Regions from separate parts of the Mus musculus genome. Here region 2 is linked to region 1. Evidence: chromatin contacts called from public HiChIP or PLAC-seq data. All regions are on one chromosome and are shown on one strand. The core of a region is the stretch at or near the end of the contact, and the rest is flanking DNA. Distances in the headings are between cores, read along the strand shown.

Evidence for each region. HiChIP or PLAC-seq counts read pairs in DNA pulled down with a chosen protein or histone mark.
Region 2: a contact with region 1 is called in an H3K27ac HiChIP or PLAC-seq map of embryonic stem cells, with 5 read pairs. The contact joins two enhancer-like sites. A contact is called at or near these places in 3 of 115 datasets of contacts at active chromatin or transcription factors (embryonic stem cells and pancreatic cancer cells).

What each region holds. Positions count from the first base shown.
Region 1 is chr4:138,995,663-139,003,554 of GRCm38.p6, reverse strand. It overlaps Tmco4 (transmembrane and coiled-coil domains 4), which reads right to left. Exons shown (of 17, transcript NM_029857.3): 6 at 6,983-7,157; 7 at 5,504-5,531. Among named protein-coding and RNA genes, the nearest start is that of Gm33214, 20 kb to the left of the region's middle. Within about 2 kb of position 3,369, at least 12 of the 459 cell types and tissues checked have an H3K27ac peak or open chromatin away from gene starts, as enhancers often do. A contact at or near this core is called in embryonic stem cells, where this site is marked.
Region 2 is chr4:139,195,180-139,203,071 of GRCm38.p6, reverse strand. All of the region lies in intron 1 of Capzb (capping protein (actin filament) muscle Z-line, beta), which reads right to left. Among named protein-coding and RNA genes, the nearest start is that of Capzb, 6.2 kb to the right of the region's middle. Within about 2 kb of position 4,906, at least 144 of the 459 cell types and tissues checked have an H3K27ac peak or open chromatin away from gene starts, as enhancers often do. A contact at or near this core is called in embryonic stem cells, where this site is marked.

The DNA.
Region 1 (7,892 bases), core at 2,120-4,619:
TAGATTGTGGGTTGCTATAGCATAAAGGAAATGATTGGCAGCCCACCCTGTTGCCAATATGGGATTGCTTTGTAACTATCATCCCCAGAATGTCAATATAGGTCAGTCTTCCAGGAAGTTCTGAGAAATGTGGCCTTCCATGGTGACTTCCTGGGAGGATTGCATGGGTGCTCATCCTGCCCAACACAGGGGGCAATTTAGTCTCCCTGCTGGGCAACTGCAGCCAGCCTCTGGAGGAGAAGGATGCTCAAAGTGTCTGCCCAGCTCTGATTGGGTGAGTTTTCTGAAGAAAGACCATCTGCCTATCATTCCTCTATTCCCTCTTTCTTCCTATTCACCATCCATCCATCCATCCATCCATCCATCCATCCACCCACCCACCCATCCACCCACCCACCCACCCATCCATCCATCCATCCATCCATCCATCCATCCATCCATCCATCCATCCATCCATCCACCCATCCACCCATCCATCCATCCACCTTAGTAAGGGTGCTTAGTAAGTGGTGGGTTTTCTTAATACAAACACAAAAGCAGTGCTGGTTGAGACACTACATTCAAAGATGCCCCTAAGAGAGAAGGAAGCCATTTGAAACCCACGCACTGATCCTGTCAGAGCCTGTGCCAAGGTTGCCCATAGTGTGGTGGTGTATGTTGGTGCCCCCATGTGCTCATGGTGGTTTGAAGTTTGCTGATGAAATGAGGAGTAGTCACATGGCTTTCTGGTGAGAAAGGAAACTGAGGCAGATGGAGGAGCAAGGCCAAGTCAGGCCCGTCTACCCAGTGGAGAGGCAACGGGAGAAAGCGGTGGCCTAAGAGGCTGGAGACCTGGTGTTGGTTGTGAGCCAACTTTTCACTGTCCTTCTCCTAGAAGGCTCCCTTCCCTTTCTTGACTTTGGTCTCTCCTGGTGACATGAGATCATCCAAATTGACCTGAGACCTCCTGAGACTCAGGTCTGCAAACTGAGGCATGTGTCTGAAGTGCTTTACTGGGGGCAGGGGAGTCAGGTGGCCACATGAGCCCCTAGGTCCAAGCTTGGTACAGAGTGCGTGCTCAACACACAATGTCTTTCTAGTCACTGGGATTATACTATCAGCTCTGGGTTAAATATGCACATCAAAAGCAAGTTGGAAACTTAGTCCTAATGCCTGTTCGTTAAGTGGTGGGACCTTTAAGAGTAGATTAAGTCTGGAGAGATGAAGGCTGACACAGCCAGAGTGGGTCCCAGCCCCATTCTGCTTTCTTTCTCTCTTTCCTGCCCTCCCTCACTCTTACATTTTCTGCCTCCGGACACTTTGACATGAAGGCTCTTGCCAGGTGCAGGTCCCTTGATATTGGACCCGGCCTTTCAGAACTTGAAGAAGTTGATCTTTGTTCTCTGCGAGTTACCTGGTCTCCGGCTTTCTGGCATAGCACACACAACACAGTTTAAGAGGACACCGAGCTGGAAAGTTCACTCACTGGGTAAAATGTTTGCTGTGCAAGCATGACAGCCTAAGTTCGGATCCCCTGAACTCAAGTAAAGTTGGACACTAAGGAGAAACGGGACGGGGAGACAGGAGAATCTCTGCAAGCTGGTGGGCTGGCTAGCCTGGTGAGTGACACAGGAAATAACAAAGGCTCCCTGTCCCAAACAAGATGAAAGGTGAAGACCGACACCTGAGGTTGTCAGCCGACCTTCACATGTGCACACAATATATACATGCCCTGTAGCATGCTCCTCCCACAACTGAAAATATAAATAAAGGACTAAAAGTATCCTCTGGACCAGAGCCTACAGTAGTCTTCCGGGATCAAAGACCGTTATTGATGACCTTGTGAGCCTGCTGGGGCCAAGACTCCAAATTTCCAGCAAAGCTCTGGAATGGAGATGCAGGAAGGATCCCGCCAGAGCCTCCAGAGGGAGCACCATCCTGCTGGCTGCATTTCAGACTCTGGGTTTCACAGAGGACACAGCGAAGTCAGGTGGCTAACAGGAGCCCCAGGAAACTAACGCGGGCAGAATGGGGCCCTGCCACTCACAGAGTAACTTTGGCAGATGGCATGGTTAGCCTTATCTCTGAGATGCCTTCCTCCATTACAAAATCAGCAGGTCTCTCCTGAACTCATTCAACAGGACTTCGCTAAGTGCCTGCCTGGTCCTAAGCTTGACCTACTGGAAGCTTCCCAGGGGTGGAAAAGGAAGACCAACCCTAAATGTGAGCAGTCACATCTCAAGGACTGGGGAGCAAGCCTGAATAAAGGGAGAGAGGAGAGAGTGAGCCAGCTAGTGCTTGAGTGAACACCCACCTTTCCTTGCTTCCTGACCGCCAGTGTCACGTGACCTTGCCTCATGCTCCTCCCACTACAACCAGAAAAGCTTTCTGTCCCCATGCTGTCCCCTCTAGGATAGATCTCACCCAGAAACTATGAGCCACAATTGTTACATCTCAAACCCAGGACAAATGGCCAAGGTGCCTATTTAGCATCTCAAAGCAGACCTGGCTGCCAGGTTCTCCCTGCATCTCTCAGCCCTTACCTCTTATGGGCATGGCTGGCACTGCCCATCTTCTACCCTAAACTTTTCCAGCCCAGGGTGGGCTGCCCTTCCCCCAGCCTCCCTTCCCTGTATAATTCAGCCATTTTGGCTATCTGGACCTTTTGTCTGCTCTGTACTCTCCTGGCTCTCCCCTCCCCTCCCCCACCTTCTCATGTGGCCCAGCTCAGGGTTGTGTTCACTCTGGACTCTCTCAGATGTCCCTGCCTCTGACTCTGCTCTCCCTCAGACCTACAATGAACCTCCTCCACCATGCTTGGAGCAGTCAGGCTCCTTCCTTTTGATTTCTTTTATTATTATTATTATTATTATTATTATTATTATTATTAAAAAATAAACCCTTTCTTTCTTAAGCTGGTAGATTCTTAAAGACTTTATTTTTTAATGCGATAATGTGGGTAGGTGTTTTGCCTGCATGAGTGTCTGTGTACCACGTGTGGTATAGAGTATCGGATTACCTGAGACTGCAGTTATAAATATGGGTGCTAAGAATTGAACCCAGGACCTCTGGAAGAGCAGCCAGTGCCCTTAACCTCTGAGCCATCTCTCCAGCCCTGATAGTCTATTTTTAAGTTAAAATAAACAGACAAACAAAATCAGGGGAAACCAGTCCTCTATTACCATCAATTATGCAGCTGAGTTTCCCACATCACTCTTACTTACTGCAGTGGATGGGCCTCTGCCCCGGAAAAGCACCTTCCTGCAGTGTCTGTCCGCCAGGACAGTGTCCTTGGTCACAGCGATGAGAAAGGCGATCAGTGCAAGAAACATGTGGTGGCAAGGAGGGCCACAGCTGTCCCTGCCAGTGTGGCGTCAGGGTGGATTGTAGGCCCGTGGAAGAGTCTGAGCTGCAGGCTAGAGGATTCTAGAAGCCTGTACCCAGAGCTTAATGGGCTGTTCTGGAGAGCCACCCATAAAAGGCTCCAACTTGTGAAAAATGCAAATGTATTTGGAAAAAAAGAACTGTAAGCTATGACGCTTTCTCTGTGTGAACTCAACTTCCCAGGAAGTGCTTTCCCCAGATCAGGCACTAAGGGGCACAGGGCCAGCTACAGCTGTTTAGCAGTTATGCTGGCTGGTTTTATGTCAACTTGACACCAGTTAAAGTCATCTAAGGGGAGGGATCCTCAATTAAGAAAATGCCTGTATAATATCCATCCAGCTGTAAGGCGTTTTAATTAGTGATTTATGGGGGAGGCTCATCCATGGGCTGGTAGTCCTGGGTTCTACAAGAAAGCAGACTGAGCAAGCCATGAGGAGCAAGCCAGTAAGCAGCATCCCTCCGTGGCCTCAGCATCAGCTCCTGCTTCCAGGTTTCTGCCCTGTTTGAGTTCCCATCCTGACTTCCCTCAGTGATGAATTAGGGTGTGGAAGCGTAAGCCGAATTAACCCTTTCCTCCCCAACTTGCTCTTTGGTCACGGTGTTTCACCACAGCAATAGAAACCCTAACGGGGACAGCAGGTGTGCACAATGCATGACTTACAAGGTCATAGAAGCTTGCACCAAAGTTGAGGACTCTGGGCAATATGTGGCAGAGTTAGAGACCCTGCAAGGAGGGAGGCCTCAAGAGACCGTTGGACGAAGCTGTGAAGGTGAGGCATGAAATCCAATGGCGATCCCAAGAGGGCGGAGAAACCAAGACCACGGGAAGCGTGCCTCAGAAAATTACAAACACCTATTGAAGTGTGCAGGCAGCAGAACTGGGGAGTGGGGCTGCTGGAGCCTGCTGGAGCTCGGAGCCCAGCATGTGCGGAGGGACCACCTAGAGCTCGGATGTCAGATTCAGGGTTGCAGGAAATGTTCTCTGTTCCTTCTCTGCCTCCATCCCTTCCTCTTGGATTGGGCTGCCTACTCTGTGCCTTCGGATGTCGGGAATAAACAACTTACACTTTTGGTTTTACAGGGACTTATAGTTAAAAGGTCACCGTGAGTCTCAGAAAAGGCTTTGGGCTTTTGGACAGCATTAGGACTGTTAAGATGAACTAATACACATTGCGTTAGGAGGTGGCTGCAGGCACTGAAGTCGACGCAGGTAGAATGTACCACTAAAAATTATGTGTCAGGGTATCACGTTGAACGGGGGCGTGGTGGGTGGGAGGTGTAATGACTCACCCTCAGTGACTCAGGGCATGGCTGTGTGTTCCCAGACAGGTTACATGAGGAAGGAAAACTCACCCTACGTGGGCAGCAGCACATGGATTGAGGTCATAAAAAGGAGAGCACCGACAGGCAACCAGCCTTCATCTGTCTGCCTCCTGACTGTGGATGCAGTGTGACTGGCTTCCCCTGCCCCCTCCACGCCTTCTCCACTGAGATAAGCTATGCCCTCAAATTGTGAGCTAAAATAAACCCTCCATCTTTGCGGCATTTTGTTCGGCACACCAACACACCCGGCAAGTGAGGGCTGAATGGAATGAGGTAGGGACAGAGCAAGCAGATGGACCAAGGACAGAAAGTTATAGTGTCCAGCCTAGGGATCAAATGCAAAAGTGGAGGGGGACACCCAAGAAGCTACAAGGAGCCACAGCTGGGAGAAGCCGCCACACCTGGGGCTTGACTCTATTGAATGAGGAGGTAGGAAAGAGGATGAGCAGCCCCTCCCCCAGGGCCTCGGGCCACACTGGAGGGGCTGGAATCCCTTGCTGGGTGTGAGGCAGGGAGACAAGGGTGGCCACACAGGCCTCTGGAAACGTCATTGAGATCTCAGAGGACAGCAGAGAACTGGCTGGAGTGCCAGCAAGGAGGAAACCCCAGCTGTTACCTCGGAGGCCATGACACTGCTAAGCTCAAGGATGCTGGGTGGTGAGGAGGGGACAGATTTGAGGGTGAGGGGGCAGAAATCAAACAAGCCGGGTCAATATCACATGGTGCTCATCAAAGACATTGGGCGAGACATAGGTGTGGCAGGGTCCCCAGCCTCACTGCGTGTGGACCACACCACAAAGGCAGCAAATCCACTCACCATTCTTGAGTGAGAAGCTCAGGAGGTCCTGTGGGAAAAAGGAGACAGAAATCGGTGAGGTGCTGACACGCCACCACCCAGCTCATGGGACAGCTAAGTATTAACTCCTACCAAGTGGAGATGGCAAAAGCCCTCCACCCTACAGTACAGTGGCAAGCCAGGTGCCAACTGGGCACGTGGGTGAATATGCAGGCCGCGGTGAGGAGGGAAAGGCCCTACATCCTGCCTGTGCACGTGGCTATCAGAAGTTGGTGCCACAAGCTCTGCCTACTGAAACTGCACTCAGAGAGGGTGAGCGACATGTTCAAGGGCACACAGCAAAGCTGCTGCTTCAGAAAAAAGGTCACCATAACTTGATAGAATGCAGGCTCTGAGGTCAGACCACCAAGGTTCAAATCCTGGCTTTGGCTACTTATTAGCTGGGTGACCTTGAGCAAGAAAATCTCTCTGTGCCTCAGTTTCCTCAATATAAAGTAAGGGTGATTCTACAGATTAAACATGCCTAATTTAAAAATCCCAATTAGATAGATACATAGATACATAGATATGTGTGAATGATGTATATGTAAAACTATATATGTGTATGTACACATGTATATGTATATATCCATACATGTGTGTATATAAGCTATACATATATATTTAAAGATTTATTCGTGTGCATGCATATGAACACTTGTAAGTTTATGTGCACCATATGCATGCAGGAACCTGAGAAGGCCAGAAGAGGGCGCTGCATCCCCACAACTGGAGTTCCAAGAGCAGTACGCGCTCTTAATGGCTGAGCTGTCCCTCCAGCATCCTACTTCCATTTCCAAAATTATTTCAAGTGAAAAAATTCCATACACTGAACTGTGGTTCCATGCAGAAAGGGGTAAACATCATATAAAATTACCTTCAGACTATGGGTGTAAGACACACAGGAAACAAATACCAGTTTTGTGTGTAGAACTCATGTCCCATCTAAAGATGCCTTAAAGATTATGTGTACGTTAAGTATTCCAGCTGTGGGCTGCTGGGGACAGAGACTAAGTCACTTCCCTTCCAAGTCAGTCCTGGGGGCTGAGGTGGCTGCATAGCCCAACACTCCATCACCATATATTCTGGGGATGATTATAGCAGAGCCTGATTCATTATGGTAACTTCCTTTACTACTCATTAATGCACAGAGAGCGCATTTATAGACGTTAACATGATTGATTCTCAAACAACCTCCTGCAGTAGGTGACATAAACTGAATAACCAATGTCCAAAGTGCTTACAACCAGAAGTCCCTTCAACACTTCCAGTTGGGAGGGGGAGGCTGGAATATTCTCTTAACATTTATTTTTATTGTATGGGTATGGGTGTTTTGGATGCATCTGCAGACATCTGTCTGTGCACTACTTGTGTGCAGTACCCATGGAGCCCAGAAGAGGGCGCTGTAAGTGGAACTGGAGTTGTAGATGGTTATGAATGGCCACACAGGGGCTGACGTACCTGACTGACTGCTGATGGGTTGTCTCTCAGAATGGGGTCCTGCAATAAAGTCTGAGCAAAGATGTCGGCTCCTTCGCCTCCCAGGCCACTGGCAAAGGCCATTATGGTTGGGAGGACACTTTCAGACAGATGCAGCCATTTCACCAGGCCCGTCACAAATTCTGTGCAGAAGGAGCTAGAAAGAGATATAGTTAGATCCAGACCTTCTGGGGAACGTGGCCTGGAAATGCCAATGGTGGATGGATGGGGTCACATATGTCAACCTGTGACTAGAGTCCAGGAAATACAGAGGTGGCCCAAACAGAATCCTAGGTGACACAGCTCCTACCTTCAGTCCCCATCAAGACTTTTTACCAAGAACCACAGAGGAGAAGGTAGCCAGCAGCTGCTGCCTATGTGACCTGGAGCCATGCTGGGGACCAGGGAACAGAGATGTGTGAGGACAGAGGGAGGGGCTTAAGCAGCCCCAGTTCCACCTGCAGAGTTGGGCAGCAACCCTGGGGAGTCGAGAAGCGCCTGGATGTCACCAAGGGCTCATTTCTGGTATGGTGTCCACTGTAAAGGTGGGATCCTAACTTCAGCAGGTGTGCTGCCAAGGGGACAATGGGGCCACTGTGGAGAGGCAGGAGCCCTGTGATCTGAGAGGGAAGTGCACTGTATCTTGGGGACCGTGGCAGAGTCAATGCTGGCTTTTGATGTAGGCTGCCCTTGGGCACAGGGCTGAGTTTTTGGCGAGGGTTGATGGGGCATGGGGAACGGGAGAATTCATTAGGAAGCAGAGAAACGGAAAAGGTTGAAGCCTACTGGTTCCAGCCGGCTCCCCACAGGGAAACTGGCTAGACCAGGTTGGACTCCTGGCGATATTTAGAGCTTCCTCGTGGTGAAAGAACCTGAGGAGCCCAGACCCTTA
Region 2 (7,892 bases), core at 3,657-6,156, 200 kb before region 1:
GGTGGTAGTTAGTTTGTTTTGAGTCAGAGTCTCATGTGACCCTGGATGGCCTGGAATTCAGCGATCCTCCTGCCTGTCTCCTCCTGCCTGTCTCCGAGATACTGAGATCAAAGATATGCACTATTACACCAGGGAAAATAGCAAGTTTTATTCTCACCATTTCAGAGACAAGAAGATGACAAGGACTTCATCCTGGTCTTCCACCTCGAGCGTGCCCTTTCACAGCCTTGGACTCGGGAATCCAGACTGCCTGGGATCAATAGGAAATGCCAAGAACGGCAGGCAACTCCTGTAACTAAAGGCCCCATGCTCACCATCCATCACACCACTGGCTGCTATCAGGATCCCGAGTGGTTCTCCCAGGGGCACACTGCCAGCCTTTGAAATCAAGAGTGAGCTGACCTGACCTGACAATCCCTGCTCGGCTCTTCCTTTCCCCATCAAGACCTTGACTCTGGCTGGTTTAGCCTCGTGAAAGTTGGGTTTAAGAGATCCAAAGAGAGCTGGCAAGATGGCTCCGCGGTTAAGAGCACTGACTGCTCTTCCGAAGGTCCTGAGTTCAAATCCCAGCAACCACATGGTGGCTCACAACCACCCAAATGAGATCTTGCGCCCTCTTCTTGCGCGTCTGAAGACAGCTACAGTGTACTAATTTATAATAAATAAATCTTTGGGCCGGAGCGAGCAAGGTCCTACAAAATTCAATTCCCAAAAACCACATTGAAGGCTCACAACCATCTGTACAGCTACAGCGAACTCATATACATAAAATAAGTAAATAAATCTTTAGAGAGAGAGACAGAGAGAGAGAGACAGAGAGAGAGACAGAGAGACAGAGACAGAGAGAGAGTGAGTAATCCAAAGGGTCTGGGCAGTGGCCCAGGCCTTTAATCCCAGTGCTCGGGAGGCAGAGGCAGGCAAATCTCTGTGAGTTCGAGCCTAGTCTACTCACTAGTCTAGGACAGCCATGACTGTTTCACAGAGAAATAAACCCTTTCTCAAAGCAAACAAACACAACAACAAAGTGGGTGGTTAGAGGGAAAGAGGAAGGTAGAGAGAGCGGAAGAGAGAAAGACACACACACACAAAACTGGATACTGCAGGTCTCCCACTCAAACTGCCCTACTCTCTCATCACACAGACATTGATATTGATACCTATCAATTTTTACCTACCCAAACATGGCAGTGTCACGTGGTTTATCCGAGGATAGGGAAGCTGCTCACATCATGAAGAACAAACAGGCAGGTCAATCATTCCACAAACCCCGATGGAGCCACAGCACACGCCAGGGACAGACAAAGGGACACCACTGCAGCACTCACACAGGAGCAAGGGGATTTACTGATTCCCTCCCCAAAATAATAAACAAACTTAGCAGGCAGCCTAAGAACGGTCAATGGGGCACCAAGTGCCCAAGGCTTGGGATGTGAATCACAGGGAAAGAGATAAAGGAACCCTGCAGGGCTTAGGGCTTCCACACCAACAGTTCCCAACAGGCACTGTCATGAAGGCCCAACCTGCCCCTGGCTTTTTTGTCACTCTAGAAGCCATGGATGCTGGTATTCCCACAAAAAGACCTGTTCCATTGCTGAGTCAGGTCCTGCTAGTGGAGGGGGAAGTTCCACCAATGCTTCCGGGCTAGAAGGCTCCTTTCTAGAGACCACACTGCAGGGTCCCTCTAGCCTAAAAGCTGTTACTTCAACAATCTGACCCAAAATACAACTACCTCCTACTTATCTAAATTCAGACTTTCTCAGTCACTGTGGCAGACTTACTGAGGCTTCAGTGTCTCATCTATACATTGCTCATCTATGAGATAACCATCCTGGAAGAATCCGACTGCCAGAAGCTTTTGAGAAGGATGGGCCTGGAGTCCATGGTAACTGCTCGTGCTTCACTGGGGCCCTATGCGAGTTACCATTCTCCCTGAGCTTTCATTTCTTTATCTGCAACAGGAGGAAATGGTTCTAGGACTGGGGTTGACAGAACCAGATATCAAGATTGTGGGCACCCCCTGGCAGAAGGAAAGGGACACTTGTGACTAACAGGAGCTCTAGGAGTGGGTACATAATCAACCATGCAGTTTCCTGATGACCTCCAATTCTAGGACCCCTCACTGCACACCTCAAAGCCCAAAGCTGTCACCTCAAATCAGAGGACAGCCAGAAACAACAATTTACAGTGCATGCCTATGAAAATGCTCATGACTGATGAGACTTCGCCAGAGGGGCGAAGGGTACACACTGAGAAAGCTCACAGCAGAAATCCTCAACAGTGACCAGAGAGATGGGTTAGCATGTATGGAAGGTACTTGCCATATAAACCCTTCAAACTGACTTCAATCCCTGGAATTCATACAAAGGTAGAAGAAGTTGTCTCTGATCTAGACACACACACACAAACACACACACCCCATCCTCAACAGAGGCTGGGTGTGACGGTACACACCTTTAATCCTAGTACTTTAGAAATGGAGGCAGGAAGATGAGAAGCTCAAAGGCATTCTATCTATATAGCAACCTGCACCCCAAGCCTAGGTGAGGTCACCAGGCAGCTAGAGGTGCAGACAAAAAAAAAAAAAGCACACCCACGTTGCACAGGGAGAAATTCTGGGGTGGCTCCCTGAGAGGTCAACCTGCTAGGGCGAGATGGCACCACAGGGTGGGCAGATACATGCTCCTCTCCAATTCAGTAGTACACACTACAACAGAGAAGGAAAGTGAATATATAAAACCAGAGAAAGCCCAGTAAGGTCCAAGCCACCAGCAGAGAAACCCTGAGCAATAGGACAACATGAGCAAGCCTGACCTGAACCCCTTCTGCCATTCACAGCTCCCAGGAAAAGTCCCCTGGTGTTAACCAGGGAAGGAAGCTGCTTCTGAGCCATTTGCACTGGCTGAGCTAGTACAGGCAAAGGTATCTTTCACAGTTTGACCACAACCACACATCCTAGTAGCATTTTGGTCAAGAACCTACTACATATGCCAGCTTTGTGGTCCCTAAGCTGAGAAGGCCTGGTGAGAAGAGCCTAGCCATGAGGCACGGGGTGTATTTCAAGTTAGAGATGGTTCCTCTGGCAAATAGAATCCCGCGCTGTTTTCTATGTAGGAGCACCAGTGGCAGCCAGTCCGATAACGGTTTCGGAGAAGACGATGGTGAGTTCAGCATGAGAAGAGGAAGCTTCTGGGAGCAGTTGAAGCAGAAGTTCAGGGTCAGAGGCGGGGGGAACACCCAACAGCTCCCACACTGTGGTAAGAACTCTGAGGCCAGCAGCACTAGACTGGAGTTCTCACCAGGCTGGAGTTTACCTGGGCTGGTCCCTAAGGCTGCCAGCTTTGGGGTAGGGACTCCAACTACAGCAGTCTCCTAAGGGCCAATGCTGCCTCCCAGGCCAGCTGGGAGGGTACATGAATAGCCAGCCATAAACTACTCGTGGGAATTAAAATAACCTTTAACAGCAGCCAACATGCCTCTCACATGTTAACCACGCCAGGCACTGCCTACAGTTTCCATACATGCTCAGGCAATCCCCATGATAACCTCTTCACAGCAAGGCCACGGGCAGTAACCACCCTGGCTGGAGGATGGTAACTACTAGACCACTGATTTGGACCAAACAGGATTAGAGGACTGCAAAAGAGCACAGAGAAGGTCGAGCTGTTGGAAGCAGGGTGGCAGCAGCGGGAAGCACAGCAGAAGGACTTCCGGTGAGGCTGCTGCCTGCGTCACCACGCACCTACCATCACCCTGCTTCTCTGGTGTCTCTAGTTCACCCACAAGTTGTAATAGCTGTCCACAGAATAAATAACAAGGAAAATGCCTAGGGGTGGGGAGGTTGGAGAGATGGCTCAGCAGTTAAGAGCACTACTTCCTCTTGCGGAGGACCCAGGTTCCGTTCCCCCACACCCACTTGGTGGACCCATAACTCCAGTTCCAGAGCCGACGCTCTCTTCTGACTTCCACAGGTACTAGGCATGCATGTGGTACACAGACACACTTGCAGGCAAAACACTCATACAAATAAAATAAATAATCCTTATGAAGAAAAAAAGAAGAACGACTACAGGCAGCGGGGCAGCCTAGACAGGCCTGGTTTCCTCATCTGTACCATAAGAGTAATGTGGGTCTGTCTCGTATCACTGCATGGGATATCAAAGCCGCCCATTAACAGCAGCTCCTGCTGCTTACATAGCCACTCCAGGTCTCAGGCACTGATGTGCCTACAAGCTACAGCACATTGGGCTAAATGGCAAGTGCCACCAGCAGGCCCAAGATGGCTGTCACTGGGCTAACTGTGCAGAATGCCCACTCAGTGTCAACCATCTATCAAGGCTCTATGGGTCCCATTATCTAGGATTTAACTGATCAAAATAGCTGTTTTGTCAATGACAAATCACCCAATCAGAAGGCCTGTAAGACGATGGGGGGTGGGGGCAGATGTACCTGTCAACCAGATGGCAGATCTCTCCAGCTCATTATGCCTATCTGCCTTTCTCCACCACACCTTCCTTCCCAGACCACAGCCAGCCTGGCCAGGCCCTGGCACCTCTCAGGTGATACCTACAAATGCATCCCCCTTTCCTCCCTCTTCCATCAGCAAGGCCCTCTCTACACAGCACGGCTAGAGGACTCGTGCTAAAATACCACTGCTCCATCAGCCTGCTCAAATTTCCACCTGCCCTGTGAGAAATGTCACTGGCTCCACACTGTCCAGACCAAATGCAAACTCCTGAGCTTAGCGACTGGCATCTGGCAGCAAACACTTCCTCTCCATGTCTACGCAGTGGTTCTCAAACCCACCCCACTGACGTCACAATGACCTTGGACTTGGTACAGTGGACTCCCCAGCAGATGGTGCTCCACCCGAGCCTCCCCTTCCTCTTTGACTGGGCAAGGTCTTCCTGGGCTTCAGGCCCAGCCCCCAGGCTGACGGAGGACTGGAAGGTTGCAGGGCTTCCAGGAAGAGGTGGAACACCTGACTAGCTTGCACACATGGCCTCCAGAGCTCTTCCCCACAACTTTCCCCTGTCAGCTTACGAGACTTCATGAACACACCTTTCCTGCTCTCCAAGGTGAGAGGACAGGAACTGTGGCTTCCATTTATGTTACATACAGTTGGGTATACAAAATATGACACAGAGTAGCTATAGCCCCAACTTTCTGTGTGCCAAGTGTATTAAAAATGCCATTTCTGGGCCAACGATGGAAGAAGAGAACCAACTTCCCAAAGTTATCCTCTGTCCACCACACACACAGAAGATAAATTTAAAAACATTTCCTTTTCCTGGTGTCCCTATGAAATGTTCTCCTCACGCTGTACAGCAAGGAACTGAGGGGAAGGAAGGAGAGGCGCTCACTTAGGTCACACAGAAAGGCAATCAGGACTCCACCCAGACACGCCCCACTCTGAAGGCAGCAAGGAAGAGCCAAGCACCTCAGCTCTCACTACCTGCTGCTTCCTCAGGGCTATGCAACAATTCCTGAGCACCAGGCGGTACAGGGGATAAGGTTCTGTGGAACAAGCAATCTGGCATTCTGTTGCCGGTCCCTGCCCTATCACTCAAAGGGGACTCCACCCATAAGGACACTGCATTCCAATCTGACTTTTCTCTCTCTCTCTCTCTTTTTTTTTAGAGAGGGGGAGTGATTTCTGATTCAGGATCTCGCTCTGTATCCCAGCCGGCCTGGAGCCCTGCTATGTACAGCAGAAAGGCCTTGGGTTCATAGAGATCTGCCTGCTTCTGTCTCCCAAGCACTGGGACTTTTAAAGGAGTGCACCACTATGTCTAGCTCTAAGTCTAGCTTCTTATACCCTGGTGTCTGTGGTCCACGGCTCAACCTTCCTCATCAAGCCTTTGCAAGACGAAAATCAACAGCTTCTGGCAGAGTGGATGGCACGTGGCTAGAACCCCATAAATATCTCCACCTCCTTACACTGAAACGTTAGTCTGTGGCTGCCTAAAACAGCATTACACTAGCTGATCCTAGAGCCAATGAACGTGCACTAGACTCTTACAGGCTTGCATGCCCAGCCCTCACAGGCGGACCTGAGCCAAGCCCCTATACCTGAGGTCAATATTCTGAGACATCCACAGTCTCACATAGGGCTAAGCTACAGACCTGCATCACACCATTCACTTGACTGTTTGAGCTTCAGATACTCCTTGAACAAAAACAGGCTGGGCCAGTGACAGCGGTGGATGTCCACCATATCCCAAGGTCGCACCTCAGGCTGCAGGCTGGAAACACACACACTGTACTCCACTGGACCAAGAACACTTGAGAAGCCAAGAGCGTGGGTCCCAGCTCAAGCCGCAGTGTTTCCTTCCACTTCCTCTACAGCTTGTGCTTATGAGCCTGCACTGACCGTGAATACTGTCTCCCTTATCATTAGGGAAGAGTGACAGTGTATCTCTCCCACCATGCTGCTCAGGCTGTAACTCAGCAGCAGGAGTTACAGGCGTGTGACACTGCCTGGCTTTCCAAACTCTACTCTAGGCCCCCTCAATAGTAGAAGCCAGAGGGCCCGCATCCATGTCTGCCTTGCTCTCTGCTGGCTCCTCAGCACATAGGCAGCACACAACAGCCTCATGATACACACACACCTAAGCAGTGGTACCCTGCACCTTCAGATAGGTGCCTAGGAAGTGCTGTGGAATAAGCACTTCCCACTCTGGCAAACAGGGTTCTGAACTTCAGGTCCTTGTCTTGTGTCCTTCTTCCTCCTCCATAGAATGTAACAGTATAGCACTTCCAAATTATACACACAAGACCTATCTTCAAAGGCATGCTTGTCATCTTCTTAATCTTAAACTAATAATCACAGGCTACTTATCAAAAGGAGACTGGCTGGATTTACTTGAACAGGGCAAACACACATGGGGTCTCTAAGTTGAACTATACACCAAGTTTTTTAAAGTGATATTGTTTGCTTGCTTATTTATTTACTTATTGGGGGAAGGGAGGCAGAACTATGTTAGATAGAGGAAGACTTGATTCTACATATGGGTTCTGGAGATTGAACTCTGCTCCTTGGATTTGGCAGCAGTCACCTTTAACCCCTGAACCATCTCTCTGGCATCTCTCTGGATCTTATTCACAGGCCGAGACCACCAAGATACATTAGAGTCTACTCCACGATTTCGCCTTTTAACAACAGGAGCGAGCTCTCCTATCAGAGCTCTTGTCATCAGTGCCATCTGTGAGCTCCTTGGCCTGTCACTGCTCCAGCCCCACCATGAGCTGGAAGTCAGAAACCAGAGCCCTGTCAGGGCTTTGACACTGTGAAGCACTTAAGGACAGTAGTAAGACTGTCTGCTAAGGGGATGTAAATAAACCCCATTTGCCTAAGCACTTTTACTGGGGACAGTTAACTTGACTCCAAGAAAAATCACTCCAAAGTCAAATGCACTTCAAATCTCTCCCCCTGATGGGTACACTGGAGCTGGCTAGCCATTTGCTCTACCAGCCAACCCACTGAAAACAGAGCTATGGTCCTCTTCATTCATTACCTAGGATGCAGCCCCACTCTGCCACTTCTGGTTTGCCCAAACTACCCACATTAGGGCATCAGATTATACTAGCATAGTAGGCAGTCAGAAAACATTTAGGAGGTTGGGGTACATGAAGAACAAGTTAACGAGTGTCAAACCTGGGTGGCTGCGCTCACAGACCATCCCAGATCACACTAAGCAATCTCCTGTCTCACCCTCACTGTTGCCCAAGCTGGCCTTGAATGCCTTAAACAGCTGAGACTGCAGGTATGTGGCACCACGCCCAGCCTTCCACGACAGATCTTTCAGAGTTAGGTACTGTTCTAGGACCAGATAGACAGGGGCAGAAAACACAAGACCAACATCTCTGTCCCCTAAGAGCTCGGGGATCAGGCC